Regions from separate parts of the Mus musculus genome. Here all the other regions are linked to region 1. A link is a contact called in public HiChIP or PLAC-seq and promoter capture Hi-C data. All regions are on one chromosome and are shown on one strand. The core of a region is the stretch at or near the end of the contact, and the rest is flanking DNA. Distances in the headings are between cores, read along the strand shown. Region 1 holds the start of Hsp90b1 (heat shock protein 90, beta (Grp94), member 1). Region 2 holds the start of 1500026H17Rik (RIKEN cDNA 1500026H17 gene). Region 3 holds the start of Gas2l3 (growth arrest-specific 2 like 3). Region 4 holds the start of Tcp11l2 (t-complex 11 (mouse) like 2). Region 5 holds the start of Arl1 (ADP-ribosylation factor-like 1).

Evidence for each region. Promoter capture Hi-C pulls out the DNA fragments that hold promoters and counts their contacts. HiChIP or PLAC-seq counts read pairs in DNA pulled down with a chosen protein or histone mark. Capture Hi-C pulls out chosen DNA fragments and counts their contacts.
Region 2: a promoter capture Hi-C map of liver shows a contact between it and region 1, with 4 times the contacts expected there. The contact joins the promoter of 1500026H17Rik here to the promoter of Hsp90b1 in region 1. A contact is called at or near these places in 4 of 39 promoter capture datasets (the C10 cell line, hippocampal neurons, liver and 1 more) and 2 of 9 other capture datasets (adipose tissue and liver).
Region 3: an H3K27ac HiChIP or PLAC-seq map of epiblast stem cells shows a contact between it and region 1, with 11 times the contacts expected there. The contact joins the promoter of Gas2l3 here to the promoter of Hsp90b1 in region 1. A contact is called at or near these places in 3 of 39 promoter capture datasets (the C10 cell line, neutrophils and pre-B cells), 1 of 115 datasets of contacts at active chromatin or transcription factors (epiblast stem cells) and 1 of 9 other capture datasets (liver).
Region 4: an H3K27ac HiChIP or PLAC-seq map of thymic regulatory T cells shows a contact between it and region 1, with 10 times the contacts expected there. The contact joins the promoter of Tcp11l2 here to the promoter of Hsp90b1 in region 1. A contact is called at or near these places in 2 of 39 promoter capture datasets (liver and pre-B cells) and 1 of 115 datasets of contacts at active chromatin or transcription factors (thymic regulatory T cells).
Region 5: a promoter capture Hi-C map of pre-B cells shows a contact between it and region 1, with 3 times the contacts expected there. The contact joins the promoter of Arl1 here to the promoter of Hsp90b1 in region 1. A contact is called at or near these places in 9 of 39 promoter capture datasets (the 3T3-L1 cell line, the C10 cell line, hippocampal neurons and 3 more), 2 of 484 Hi-C or Micro-C datasets (B cells and CD4 T cells), 3 of 115 datasets of contacts at active chromatin or transcription factors (astrocytes, embryonic stem cells and pro-B cells) and 2 of 9 other capture datasets (adipose tissue and liver).

What each region holds. Positions count from the first base shown.
Region 1 is chr10:86,704,046-86,706,777 of GRCm38.p6, forward strand. Hsp90b1 (heat shock protein 90, beta (Grp94), member 1) reads right to left here and starts at 1,399. Exons shown (of 18, transcript NM_011631.1): 1 at 1,262-1,399; 2 at 249-351. The coding sequence starts at 1,310. Ttc41 (tetratricopeptide repeat domain 41) reads left to right here and starts at 1,766. Exons shown (of 16, transcript NM_001003910.2): 1 at 1,766-1,972.
Region 2 is chr10:89,685,003-89,687,734 of GRCm38.p6, forward strand. 1500026H17Rik (RIKEN cDNA 1500026H17 gene) reads left to right here and starts at 1,361. Exons shown (of 3, transcript NR_130956.1): 1 at 1,361-1,517. Scyl2 (SCY1-like 2 (S. cerevisiae)) reads right to left here and starts at 1,292. Exons shown (of 18, transcript NM_198021.3): 1 at 1,036-1,292.
Region 3 is chr10:89,442,605-89,445,336 of GRCm38.p6, forward strand. Gas2l3 (growth arrest-specific 2 like 3) reads right to left here and starts at 1,363. Exons shown (of 11, transcript NM_001033331.2): 1 at 1,251-1,363.
Region 4 is chr10:84,575,553-84,578,284 of GRCm38.p6, forward strand. It overlaps Tcp11l2 (t-complex 11 (mouse) like 2), which reads left to right and starts at 1,395. Exons shown (of 10, transcript NM_146008.2): 1 at 1,395-1,460.
Region 5 is chr10:88,730,095-88,732,826 of GRCm38.p6, forward strand. Arl1 (ADP-ribosylation factor-like 1) reads left to right here and starts at 1,320. Exons shown (of 6, transcript NM_025859.3): 1 at 1,320-1,470. The coding sequence starts at 1,467. It overlaps Gm4925 (predicted gene 4925), which reads right to left and starts at 1,007. Exons shown (of 1, transcript NM_001037166.2): 1 at 1-1,007. The coding sequence starts at 622. The coding sequence ends at 224.

The sequences.
Region 1 (2,732 bases), core at 149-2,648:
TTTCTGGTTTTAGATGCTGAGGCTTATCCCTAGCACTTTCCTTCCTGAATCAGCAGTCACTCCCAGGAGCAGACTGCTAGGAGCTTTTGCCTGCAGATAAATGGGCACTCCTAAGATCTTCTCTGGTTATTTTGTATCATTAGCAACATTTTGGGCACTGGACCTTGTAATCTGAATGGAGAAACACCAACAGCCACTCTGCCCCACTAACTTGCAGAGCTTATCAACATAGCTTCAAATGCACCGACCTCTGCACAACTTCATCATCTGTCCTTGAGCCTTCTCGGCTTTTACCCAGGTCCTCTTCCACTGTGCCATCCACGTCGACTTCATCATCAGCTCTGACGAACCCTGGGGAGAAAGGTTACAACTCTCCACACTATTGCTTCCTCTCCTTCGCATAAAAAGCCATATCAACGGGGGCAAGAGTTAACACAATTCAGTAAGTAAATACAAGCTGTTGAGATGGAAGAATTATGTACTGACGTCAATAACCAATGTCAAGGTAAGTTTGCACGCTAAAGTTTAAATATGAATGCTCAAGACCCCCGTTGACTCTGGAAGGCCAGGCAGCCATCACGTGTGTCTATCCTAGGCAGTGAGAGAGGCCCCCGTCTACACCCACACGTGTTGCGCACAGCTGAGAGGAGGTCTCTACACTGGCCAAGCCAAAACTTGGGCCTCACTTAGTTATCACAGGTCAGAATGCAAACAGGGTTTGTGCAACTTCTGTTGAGGGGAACTGAAATCCGGCCCAAAGGGGAAGACATGTCAAGGACAGCTCTTGAAGCACATCGGAATCAGATATTGGGCCACCGCCACGACGCTGGCCCGAGGGCCCACGCTCGCGAGTCGGGCGTTAGAAAACAGAAACGCGCTCCGGGAGTAGAGGGCAGGGGCTGGGGGTCCTCAGGCTCTGGTGGCCAAAGGTCGGACCTGATCACAAAAGTCCTTAGGGAGGGGTTCCAGGAAGGCTTCCCCCGGGAGTAGAGTCCGAGAGACCGCGCCCCGTCAGCGAGACTTCGGGGAGCGCTCTAGCACCATCCGCAGGGTATTTATTTAAATGCCCGGTCTCCAAGTCGCCTTTTCCCAGAGGCCTCAGGGAAAGCATCATCACCCAAGTCTCCTTCGAGGGAACGAGATGGTCCCTGAAACCCCTGTAGGCCACCCGGCGTCCCCAACCCAGGTTCAACGCCCCAAGAACGTTCGAGAAGCGGCCACACAGGAAGGGGAGGGCGCCCACTGCCGCCCGGTCACTCACCGAAGGTCAGCAGGACACAGCAGAGGCCCAACACCCACAGGACCCTCATGGTGCGTGGCCGGCGAGTCGCAAGTCCTTTTCGGTCTCAGGAGCCGCCTCCACCCCCCCAATCCCGAGTCTAAGCTCCTCACACCTCCAGCAGCGCGGTCCGCCCACTAAGCCGCGCGCAGGTCGGGCCGCTTTTCACCCCACTGCTTGCGGGCGGGGGACGGGAAACACGAACTCACCAATCGTGCCTCACCACGCACTCTCTGCACCCAATGGAGACGCATGGGGGGGGACCGCAGCCCGCCAATCGGAACTGTCCAGGTGCGGTGCCCGATGCCCGAAGCGTGGCTCCTTGCGATTGGGCTTGTCCAGCGGCTTTCCTCCAATCAGATGGCTCCGCGGGCCCTCACACACCGGGCCACCCTTTGGCCTGGGAAGCCTTGGTCCCTGAGGAAAACCGTCCAATGAACGTAGGCGCATAGCACGTCTGTCCATTCCTAGAGGTCCCGGGGAACCACTTCCGGCTTCTAGCGAACGTTTAGTCCGTGACTAGGGGAAACGGTAGCCAAGACAATGCGTCCTTTACCCTTTTCTCGTCTACGACGCGGGTCACGTTACGAGTCCTTTCAGCGCTACGTTCGCCGTCACCTTTCTTTTGGGCGTTTCTTTTCGCAAAAGAGAAATTTGTGAGGGGTTGAATATCCGGAATGCGTTTGGATGGTGGTGAGAAACTACAGTTTCCGGCATGCAACGCACTAATCTCATGAATGCTGGGAATTGTAGTCTCTGGCATCTAAGCCAGTTGCGTAGCTTGGCCCTTGCTTACTCCAATCTTGTGTCCGCGGGAAATGTCTCTGAGTGATTATAGGATTTCCACCTCATTCAGATTGCAGAATAGATCTGTGCTTGTTCTAGGACTCTAATGCACACAGTTTTCAGAGGCGGACCTGAAAAGCAGCCCCGCGTAGCCCTAGTCTCACCGTGTCAGAGGGTCAGCCCTGGATTCTGGGCTGGTGGTAGCACCCGGGTTTCCACGTCCGCTTTCTTGCGCGTCACTCAGGGTCCCTAGAGCCTTCAGTTACACTTGGCGTTGCGCTGCTCGCATTTCCTGTCCTCTCTGGTTTGGTTTGCAGTAGAGGGTGGCAGGGGCTCTCCAACCCCGAAGGAAACAAGGACCCAAGTTCCTTTGACATCCCCATAAATATCAAAGAATGACTGGGCAATCTAGAGCCTCTTTTGTGAATCAGCCAGAGAGCGCGGTGGTGAAGTCCAGGCTAGCATAGAACAGGAAAGAACTTATGCAGATACTTGAAAGCAAAAGCCGCAGAGCTTGCAAAACAGCCTGGATTGTGGCTTTGTAACTTCATAGAAACACCTTTCCGCCTTCCGAAAGATAGCAAAAGAGGCTCTTTCTGGTGAGGGAAGTCCCTAAGGCCAGCTTGTACGTTCCGAAATGTTTTCTAAGCTCTTTAGCCTCATTTTA
Region 2 (2,732 bases), core at 111-2,610, 3.0 Mb after region 1:
TCTCTGACAGACAAAATGAATGATCTTCACATGTGCGTAGGTATATCTGAACAGAATAAAGCTCTATGTGTTCAGTTAGGCTCCTTTCCTTTGCATAACCACAATCCCCTTCTCCTCCAACCTTTATTAAGGAGGGGAAAGCCTTCAAAGTCGAAAAAGAATCTTCCAAGCAAACACCAGAACTGCTTGGGTTTTGTAATGGCTGACTGACTTACAGCATCTTTGTTAAATTGCTTTCTCTGAACAGAGGCGCACGACTCAGAAAACTTAAATACGGCGTTTCAAAGTGTCATCACACAATCCCTGGTTTTGATGTGCAAAGAAAAACCTCTAGCTGATAATTTACAATCAAAATCACTTTAAGGAGCTGGTCTGGAGTCTCTTCAATCCTGTTGAGAAAGGGAAACACTGTGTGTCCTTAATTACTGATCACAGGTAACGCGTCCATGCGAATCCCAAGAAGTTTCTGCAAGCTTTATCTGTCTAAACCTTTTTCTGTAGCTTAAACAGGCGCACTGGAGCCCCCATGGGGATTTCTTTCTCTCAAACCTTATCTGCCCCACCCACCTCACACACACAATAACCGTCCAGTCCAGAAAGACAACTACCATCAGAGAAAGGCGTCCGAAGTGCAGGGCCTTAGCCGGTGACCCCAGCTATCGGAACCAAGTATCAGAAACGAGGGGGGCTGTCTCAGCAGTCCCGGAGCACTGTCCAATTTCCCAAAAGGATACGGAGATCTCCACGGCGGAAACCCGAGCTCCTGCGCCAGCTCTGGGGACTCTCCCAGCAGCAGAATGACCCAGGCAGCGGGGCTCCCGTCGCCCGAAGGCCTCGCCCAGAGTCACCGGCCTCTGAGATCCGCTCCCTCCCGCTTCTCGCTACCTGGATCCGGCTTCCCGGGCCACCCACCGCCAGCCCGCCCGACCCGGCCCGTCACTAGGCAACAGTAGCAGCCGGGAGGCCCGGGGAGACCCGTAGCCCGCAAGCTGGCCGCAGACCCAGGTCGCCCGGTGCCCGAGACAGGTCACTCACCTCGCAGCCGGCTACCTGGAGGGGCGGTGCTGGGGCCGGTCCCCCGCCGGCTCCCTCAATGCCTCCGGGCTGTGACTGCTCGGGCCGCGCTCCTGGCCGCCACCGAACGCTTACTCCATCTCCTCCGTCACCCCCGAGTCCGCAGAACCCCGAGATCGAGGAGTAAAGGGGGAAGGGAGGGAAGGGACTAGGGAAGAAGAGCACGGTAGGGGGAAGAGCACCGAAAGACCTGCCCGCTCCTGCATGACGTCACTTCCGGGCGGTTCGGAAGGGTAAGGCTTGGCTTCCCTCCGCCCTCCCCGAGGCGGAGTGAGGCGGGGCTCCCGGGGCGGGGGTGGAGCCAGCCCGGGCCTCTGCTGACAGCCGTACCTGTGACTCTGATCACTAGTCTTCGCGGGCAAGACCAGCTTTCCGGGGCCCCAGGCTAGGAAGCCCGAGTTTCTGGAACCATAGAAGGGGATTCTCCAAGATAATGAGGACAGGTAACCAAATGTATATTGGAGATGACTGACAGTGACTTGATGGCTGGACACTGCAGCTCTGGTTGTGAGGCCCCTCCCCTTTTCTGTTTCCCAGGCCACCTGCCCTTGCTGGTCTAGTGACTGATTACATAGGACTCAGCTTTCTCTGACTTTCTGCTAAGTGACCTTAGAACCTAGAAAAGCCGTGCTTCTCACACAGGGCCGTGTTAAAGTGCAGATTCTGCTGCACAAGTAGGATCGGATGCTCTGCGTTTCTAAGACATTCTCAGATAACCCCGGTGCCACAGTTCCACAATTAGAGCAACAAAGATTATTTATCTTACGTGCTTAATGAAAGAAGTAAATTGTTCTGAAAAATATACCTAGGTGAAACTGGGCACAGCCTCTGTCTCCCTGCTATCCATCCAAGTAACCCGTACATAGTAGTAGGACTACTACCACCCTAACTAACCCTAACCCTGCCTCTCCTGTCTCTGCTCTGTCCCTGGTTCAGGTTAAAATGTCTTAAGATGGGTAATAGGGTAGATTCTATTACAAGAAGAATTGGAGGAGGGGGAGGAAGAGAAGAGGGAAGAGGATTATGGGGTGTGTGTGTATGTGTGTGTACATGTTTGTGTGGTGTGTTTACATGTTTGTGTAGGTACAGCTGTATGTACACACGCCAGAAAAGCTCGAGGCTAGAGGTTAGCCTTAGGAGTTGTTCCTGGGGAGCTGTCCATGTTTTTGAGACAAGGTCTCTAAATAGAACCTGGTGCTTTGCCTTTCTCTTATCTCTTCAGCTGTGAAATTAGGAGCACCCACCACCAAGCCTGGCTTTTTAATGTATGTTCAGGAGATCCAACTTAGATCTGCATGCTTAGAAAGTTATCATCTCACTAGCTGAGCCTTCTCTTTCCAGCCCCAGAAGGGTGGACTTTTATTTCTGTCCTTTTGCCAAGAGCATCTTATAAGTTATGTGTTGGTAATGTTACTTCTAGTTCTTCGTGGTCAAGAAAGGAAAGGCTTAGATTCTTGTATTCTGCACACAAAACATCTAGAAATCATGTTCTCTATATTTCAACTTTTTCTTTCTTACATGCTTTAATTTCATATTTTACTGGGGTAGGAGGAACTAGTTTATCTCTACTAAACATGAGTCTCTTTTTTGGAGTGATAAAATGGCCTGGGGTTAGATGATAGCAGTGATTGTACAAGGTTGCCAACGCACCAAGAAAC
Region 3 (2,732 bases), core at 113-2,612, 2.7 Mb after region 1:
ATACATCCTTATTAGGTGTGTAAAAGGTGTACCTGATCCAAACATGAACAACTACTGAAAGACAGTAAAACATGTTGTACACTTTACTTTCTCAACAGGAAGGTGAAAAACATGCCTGAGGTAAGGAACTCTGCCCAGCGTCTCCAATGTCATGGCAGCAGACAGCTAGAAAGCAGTGTCAGCTGACCATAGTAAGTTTTAAAAACTGATGAGTCAGATGCAGCACCACGTCAGAATCTACACCAGAATATTCTTACTAGTTTCCTCCTGAAGGGAATTAAAGGTGTGGGGAAATCCCAATTTTCAATCATTCTGTGTAAGCTCAAGAGAAGTGAGCCCACAGCCATTCAGAACTACTTATCTAAGGGTAGTCATTAACGACCTCACATGGGCTAAGCAAAACCCAAACTCTGACCTAGACTGGACCCGCAGAAAAACACGTTCCTTCGTTTTAAAGAAAGACTACAGAGCACTCTAATGTGATCGACTCGGCCCCTAGGTTTAAAGGAGACAGGATGGAACGAGGTTGGGGTGGGGTGGGGGTGGGGGATATGCATGGGGATGCAAGCTCTTCAAATGGTTCCTCCGCCTCCCAGGGCATTCTGCAAGCCTCCCCCAATTCAGTTCTCCAAACCCAGGGGTGTGGGTGGGAGAGCGTTGTGCAAGGGCTCCACTAATGTTCCCTAATTCCGTTAAGTCTGGGAGATCTGAGCCCTGCAGAAGCGAAATAAGGAAGAGTCTGTAGTGCCTATCACGGGGCAAAACAGCAGCGTGATCATGAGTAGGAGTCTGTCCTGGGCCAATGATTATATCCCTTCCTTTCTGAGGATGATGATGAAGAAGAATCAAGTGACCTTTCTGGCTGGGCGCTGGGCAGCAGGGTGACCGGCTACCATGCACTAGTTTGTGTCTCAGAGCAGGACAGGTCGCGGCTCTACCTCGCGCCCCTCCCGCTCCCGAGCTCACACTTATAGCCCCTCTTACCCACCAGAGCGGGCAGGTGTCGGAAGGTGAGCTGAACGTCACCGTGACAGCCCCAAGAGCCAATCATAGCAGGCGGCTCCCTCAGTCAGCCAATCGCAGAGTTCTAGGGAATCCTGCAGCTCTGTAGCCCACCTGAACTCCACCGGGACGCTATAGACTGGGGAGGTGGGGGTGGGGAGTCCGTGCTGAGGCGCAGCAAAGATGCCGCAGGACAGGCAACGGAAAGTTAGGGAGGAAAAGAGAAATCCAAGAGGGAAGTCACTCACCAGCCCGGGAGCGAGATCACTTCTCCGGGCGACTCGGGCTCAATCTGTGCGTGCCAGCAAGCCTGCAACCAACCGCCGCCGCCGCCGCAGTTCGTCGCCCAGCGCGGCCGCCTGTTTCGAAGGAGCCAATCAGAACCGGAGGCGTGGTCTGGGCGCCACGCCTCCGGAGACTTTCTACCGCACGAAGAATTCGTAGCGACCTTTTCCAGTCCAGTCTCTATCAGTGGCAGTGACAACCCCTCCTATTTGTCCCGTCGTTCAGGAGAGTGTGTGAAGCCCGCCTCTCAAGGCTGCTTCAGAGCGCCCTGGAATGTTGCTCTTCCCAGGACTTTGAGCTCCTTCCAACCCTAAAATCTGCTTACATCCATCCGGAGGGGCACTGAGGTTTCCAGAAACACAAACCAACCCAGCAGGGACCCGTCCAAAGCAGAAGTCTTTCAGACAGAGCCCACCCCAGGCCCCTCACTGTGAAAGAGAGAGAAAAACCCTGCAGTCACCCCTGGAAGCCAAAAGAGGATGTTGGCTCTTCCTTCAGGAAACGTGGGGGAAAGGGGAGTTGGATGTCAAAGTAACAATGTAGCCATGTGATTGTTACACTGTAGTGATAGATGTGAGTTAACTTCAAAAGTGGCTTTTTGATGTGGGCTGATCTTACTGGCTAAAAGCCTGGAGGTTCTGTGTTCTGGCCCAAGTTCTTAGATTCCTGCGGCTTCTGTTCCTTTTAAGTCTTGACACCTCGAATGTGCAGGCTTCTCCATCTCTAAATTGTGGGCATTGAACTGAAACCTGGTCTCTCACAAAAACAATACAGCTTTCATAGGGAACAAAACAATCTCAGTTTTCAAAGGGCTGAGGGGCATGGAATGGGGAGTCTGTGAAACAGGGTGATGGTCAGAGGTTTGGAAATGACTAGATATTGAAGGAACAACAGGAATCTGCCAGAGGAAGTCATTGCTATGAACGATTGATTCCTAGGCAGGAGTAACAGCAAATGCAGGACCCGGGAGGCACATGGAACGTTCTGGAAGGAATCGTTTTGCATAACCTAAGTTTGGACCTGGAGAGACAGAGCAGTCTGAAAGTATGTGTGTATGAAGGTAGGCCTGATAGATACTGAGGGATGTAGATGCAGTCCTGGTGCAGGCCTGTGAGATAATTACAAGGATATAAAGAACAAGGAAATTCATTTGTGGGGTTTTCATTTTAGGGAGGGGGGGGTGTGTTCACTTTCAAAGATTTTTGAAGAAAGGAACAGAATAGTTTGTCATTAAAACAAACAAACAAACAAAAAGCAACCTAAAATGACAACTCCCTAAAGTAGCTCAGAAGGCGGGTATGAAGGAAGTATCTGGAAGAACTAAGAGGGTGATTTATCTGGCCTTGGTTATTATGTGGTGGCACTAGTCTTAGGAATACAGGAAAAACAAGCTGTGGTAGAGGACCAGTGTTCATTTTCGCTGGGTGTATTAAGTTTGAAGTTCA
Region 4 (2,732 bases), core at 145-2,644, 2.1 Mb before region 1:
GAGCAGCAAGGATTCTTAGCAGCCGTGGCTCCACTTTAGGTTGTGTAATTTCTAGAGTGACAGATACAAATGGATACAAATCTCTAGGTAGGTTTTCTTGTTCAGAATAACTTGCCAACTAGGTTCAGTAGCTAACAGTGAGCTTCTAAGAGTGCTTTAGTTCCATTCTTATCCCACTGAACAAGAAGATCTCTTGGGTAGGCAAATGTTAGGGACTTGGTTATAACCTCAGACCAGTCCATGCTGTACAATTGTATTTCTATCTTGCTTTAAACTATTGTCTGCTTTTGGTTTTCTTCTTTCTAGAATGATAGTAGACAATTTGCCTCCACAATCCGATATGATTTTAGTCCTAAACAGGAATATTTCAGCTTATATAAAGTTCATTTATTTTTTTTGTATGACGCTACCCACAAGTAATACCAACTTGTACCTGGCAAAATAGTGGTTCTGTTTCTTTATGCCCAGAAGCAAGCTCACGAGAAGTTATGCTTAGTAAGCCTGACCACACAAGAGCCCCTCCCAGCACTTATTTACATTAAGCCTGGTTGAAAACTCTCCCCAAGATAAGCGCCGCCAAAGAACCCTTAGAAGAAGTAAGACACTTTATCTTTGTGCACAGGCGAAGCCTTCGGAGAGCTTAGGTAGGTGTGGCTCCCAGAAACCAATCGTCCAATTCAAGGGGCAAATCAGGACCCGTGTTTACAAGAACATGTTGACACGTGTGGATGACGCGGTTGGACGCTGATGTGCGTGGGACAGCCTGTTTGGAATGTTGTTGACTCGCTTGGCCCGGTGTGTGTGGCCATTGTGAAGGTGGGCATGTAGTGTTTTTATATTACTGCCGCGAGCGGACACCAGAAGTCTGTCCGTTCGGTTGGAGTTAGTCCATTTCATCCTACCTGGTAAACTGAAAGAAACAGGATTGGGGGCGTCACCCGCTGCACTTAGGCCCCGCCCTTACACAGCCAGGCCCCGCCTCCGAACGCTTTAGGCCCTACAGCAGCCCAGGCGCTCCCGGCCGTAGGCTGCCCCAATTCCGTGTTCACTCCTCTCCCCGCCCCTGGCGGTCCGGACCGTACCACCACTGAATATAGGGAGCACACATTTCTCGTGTGCAAATGGCTTTCTGTCTGAGCCTTCTTCAGCCTTCACGATAGAAACGTGAGAAAGCTATGGTTTTTGTAGACAGACTCTTCAAGAATTTAGGGATCTTCGCCAGAACCCTGCCCTGGATTCTGGCGCCGCGGTGCTATAGTCCCCCTCCAGTTCCTTCCCGAATGGTCGCGCCCAGGGAGTACCTCTGGGCCCTTTAAATACCGCGTGGGGCTGCGGGGGGGCTCCAGAGTTGACAGACTGCTGAGTCTCCCCTTGTCTGCGACGCTGGTTGAGGGGGGATACGCAGAGCCCCGCGACCCCCGCCACCTAGCTTTCCTCGAGTCTCTACGCGGGATCCGGGGGTGCGTACCCATCCCAGGGGAGGGGCCGTGGGATCTGAGGGGACCGCGTCTCCTTATGGCAGCGGGAGGGCTCCTTGTGCCCTCCGAGTTCGGGACATTTGACCTCGGAGTCAAGGCTTGAAGTGGGGCACGGTGGCAGTGGTGGCCCAGGCTCTGCCGGGGCCGCTTGGTCGTGATGACATCCCTTTGGGTGCGTGCCAGCGACTGTGCTCAACGGCGCGAGACGCTCTGGGCTCCCCGTGCGGTCAGGTCCCCAATCCCTCGTCCCTGGAGGAGTGGGACTGAGCCGCGGTGGGGCCCGGCTGGGCCTCGGCCCTATGTTTGGGTCTTGTTGCTGGGTTTCTCGAGAGCTGGGTTCTGTCCCGGCAGTCCCCTCCCCCAAACGTTTGTTTTGACAGGAAACGTGGTGCTGCTAGAGGGAGGGGCGAGCAGAGAACGTGGGCGAGCGGGCAGGACTCCTGGGACTTCCGTTGGACTTGACTGTCCAGGAGGCCAGCTCAGGTCACATCTGGGTCAGACCCTTGCCTTCTCAGACCCTTGCTTTGCCTTGCTTTGGGTGGCGCCACAAAACATAGCAACGAGATTCGGTGGCACGTGGATGACACAGTTATGTGTTTACGTTAGTACAAGAGGAAAAACTTCCATTAAATGAGCGATTTCGCAATGTTTACTTCTAAAATGCGTTTATTAGACTGGGACTGTAGTTCTGTGGTAGAGCACTTTACAGGACTGTAGGTTCTGTCCTCCCCCAACCACAAGAAGCCCAAATCATGTGTTTAAACACAAGAATCCAGTCAACAAAGAAGGGTTTGTTAAACTACCGTTACAAGCAGAGTAGAAACACTTGAGTGGTTCCAGTGAGAATGGAACCTCCCTCTTTCATCGTTGTCTTGGTACCTTAACGGTAAAGAAACCAGGCAACTTGTCTTTGTCCTTAGTGGGCTGCTCAGCACAAGGTGGTGTTCAGCTCTCAGCTCTTAGTTAACCTACCTCCCAACTGATAATTTCAACCAGTTCTTACACTGGTTCCTGGGCTAGGAGTCCCCATCCCACCTCCACCTCCACCCCGCCCCGTCTACTCTGCCTTTTTCCTACCCCCATGGATTTCATACATTGCTCCACTTGAAGTGACCCAGGGCTGAAGGGCGCCTTACCCCCCGGGTGTGCAGCACAGGTGTTAAACTAGGCATCAGGGATGGGGGGGGGGCGGGGGCAACGCTTTCCAGGATAAAAAGTGCTTAGAAATCCTTCCCAATGCTGTAATGACACGTG
Region 5 (2,732 bases), core at 70-2,569, 2.0 Mb after region 1:
AAAAAAGCCCCAATAATGCTAGACTAAATCTTAGGCAGTTTGTAAATTTCCAAAAAGATGACCATTTTCATTATAAACCAGAACATAATAATGCAATGTTTCCATGTGGAAGAAAACTTCCTAAAAAAGGGCTATTATTATTTCCGGCGAAAACTCAAGAGCTTGAGATAATTGTACTTTTCTGTTTTGAGAAACTTAACAGAAAATAAGCCAATTTTTTTGTTCATTTTCTGCATTTGAAGTACTCTTCAATGACATCTTTCGCCTGAGATTCTTGGCCAAAGTCCTTAACCACCACACAGCTGCAACCTATCACTTTCCGAGGTTTCCCCTTTCGATCAATTTTGCAGAGGCCTACCCATTCCCCCAGCTTCTTGTTGTCATCAACCTTAATTAGGTTGATCTGGTGCTCAGCACAGAGGGTTTCCACCAACTTGATGTACATAGGTTTATCACAATTGGATGCAAGCACACAGAGATGGGCTTGGCGCTTGCCTAAGGCTTTGGCAGCTTCGTGAATTCCTCGCGCTAGGCCATCGTGGACCAGGGCGGTCTTCAGCACCTCTTGCAAAGCCGTATTGACGTCCATGACAACTCCAGCAGCAGTGCCTTCCTTAGCCATGGCGTGGGTTACAGGTGGATCCGACCTGGAGCGCGCCTCGAGCCTCTGAGAGGCTGCGCAGAAGCAAGACGCGTTTCTAAGAATTTTAAGAAACACCAAACCCTTTCACTATCGAAAACTACCTAACTTCCAACTCAAGTTGCAGGAGGCAAGAAGTTCCCAGTTCTGCGGAGGCGGAAGGGTGGTCGGTCAGGTGGCCACCCAGAGATCAAAAATTAGACACCTCGGGTACGAGGGTGCCCCGTGTTGGTGGTATGCAGTGACTGCGGGTGAGCTTTCTCGTTATTATTACGTAACCCTGGCTCCTCCTGCGGGAATGCATTTAGAGGAAAGTGGACCGCCTCCGCAGATGTGCAACCACCGGGACGCTGCAACCAGCGCCAGCATTCTGTGCCTTCGCTTTATCGAGCTTTTATTTTCCGTTGGCCGATTCGCCACTTTATGATATCAGAATTTAACACGAAAAAGTCTCATTTTAATATTTGAGAAGGCCTTATTGTCCAGAAAAGTGGAATCAGGAAACACTTTTGTCTTAAATTTTTTTTTGTTATAGTTGTGGCGTTCATTTCTGCTACGCTCAGAGCGCCTGGGAGTTGCATCGAAAGCGCCGACGCGGACGCCCAGACCTCCGTGTCCAGCGCGCAGTCGCAGTGGCCTTTCGCCCCGGCTCCCGCCCCCGCTGGGTGGACGACGTGGAAGTTGCTGGCCGACCAGGCTTGGAGGAGTCCGCTTCGGAACCGGAGTCCGGGAGTAGCGGAGGTGGCGGCGCCCAGGCTCAACTAGGAGTCGCTGCCGAGTCCCGGCCTGTCTCTGAGGATCGGCGAGGGCGCGGCGGCGGTTCATCATGGGTGAGGAGCGTGGGAAGGGCGTCAGGCGACCGAGGGGACCGGCCGGGCCGCGGGGCAGCTCTTCGCTACCTTGGCTCTTCACCTGCAGGGAGATTCCGCCTCCCGGCTCGGTCCTTTGCACCCGCGGGGTCCGGACTGATCCCAGCCCGGCCTTTTCCCCTCATCCTGCATCCCCCATCTCGGTTGGGTAGGCGGAACGGGGCGTCGGGTGCCTGGCAGCCAGGCAGCTGAAGGTTCACCGAGGTGTCTGATCCTTCGTGGAAGCTTGGTGGCATCGGGGTGGGTGTTGGGACTGCGTCACTTCTGAGAAACCCGAGGACCGGTGTTGTTTGTTGATCCTTGCGCTGCTCCTGTCTGCTCGCCCGCTGTAGTTAGCTGTCCGTAGATATGGTGGATGGAGTTAGGTGGATTGTGAAGTCCGGTGGGACAGGGAGTGAGATGTTCATGTCGCTTCGCTGATTCGCACTTCTCCAGGTGAGGGAACTACGGTAGACGTCCGAGCGCACCCGACGGTGGTGATGCTCCGGTACAGGTGGAGCTTCTAGGAGTTGCAAAATCTTCGGTTTCTGTCAGTATTTACTCAGTTTTCTCAGAAGTGTGTGGATCCGGTGCATTATAGTTCCGTTCGGTTCTCTGTAACCTTTCGGCGTTGTTTTTCCAAATCTAGACGTCTAAACGGGCAAAAGGACTTTGTCAGGTCACACCCATTCTTTCTGTATACAGCTTGCTCCGTGTTCGCTTTTCTAGAGTGGGCAGCTTTAATTCTGCCATTCCCCTCAAATAGCAAAGTGTAATATCTCTTCCTTTCTTCCTCCTCTCCTCTCCTCTCCTCTCCTTTCCGTGTGCGTGTGCGTTTGTATGCCTACAAGGGAGCGCTGTTGGAAGTCAACCCTTAGTATGCTAGGCAACGCCCTTCTGCTGAGCTGTATAGCCCCAGCCCTTTTAAAACTTTGAGATAGGATCTCACTAAGTTGTCAAGTCTTGAACGCAACTCACTCTGCAGCCAAAGGTGGCCTCAGACTCACTGCTATTGGTTTAGCCTCCTATTGGACCACTAGCCAAAAGGCCTTGCCTTTTATTTTTAAAATTGTGTGTGTATCCGTGTATATTATATGTTGAGCATATTCTTCATATCCCCCACGTTTCCGTTTTCTCACTTTCTATTGTGAATCTTTTTTTTTTTTTCCTCCCTTTAGTGACTTTTGAAGGCAAAGTATTTGTGCCACAAATGCTTTTACATCTCAGGGTGCCTTGGGTACATA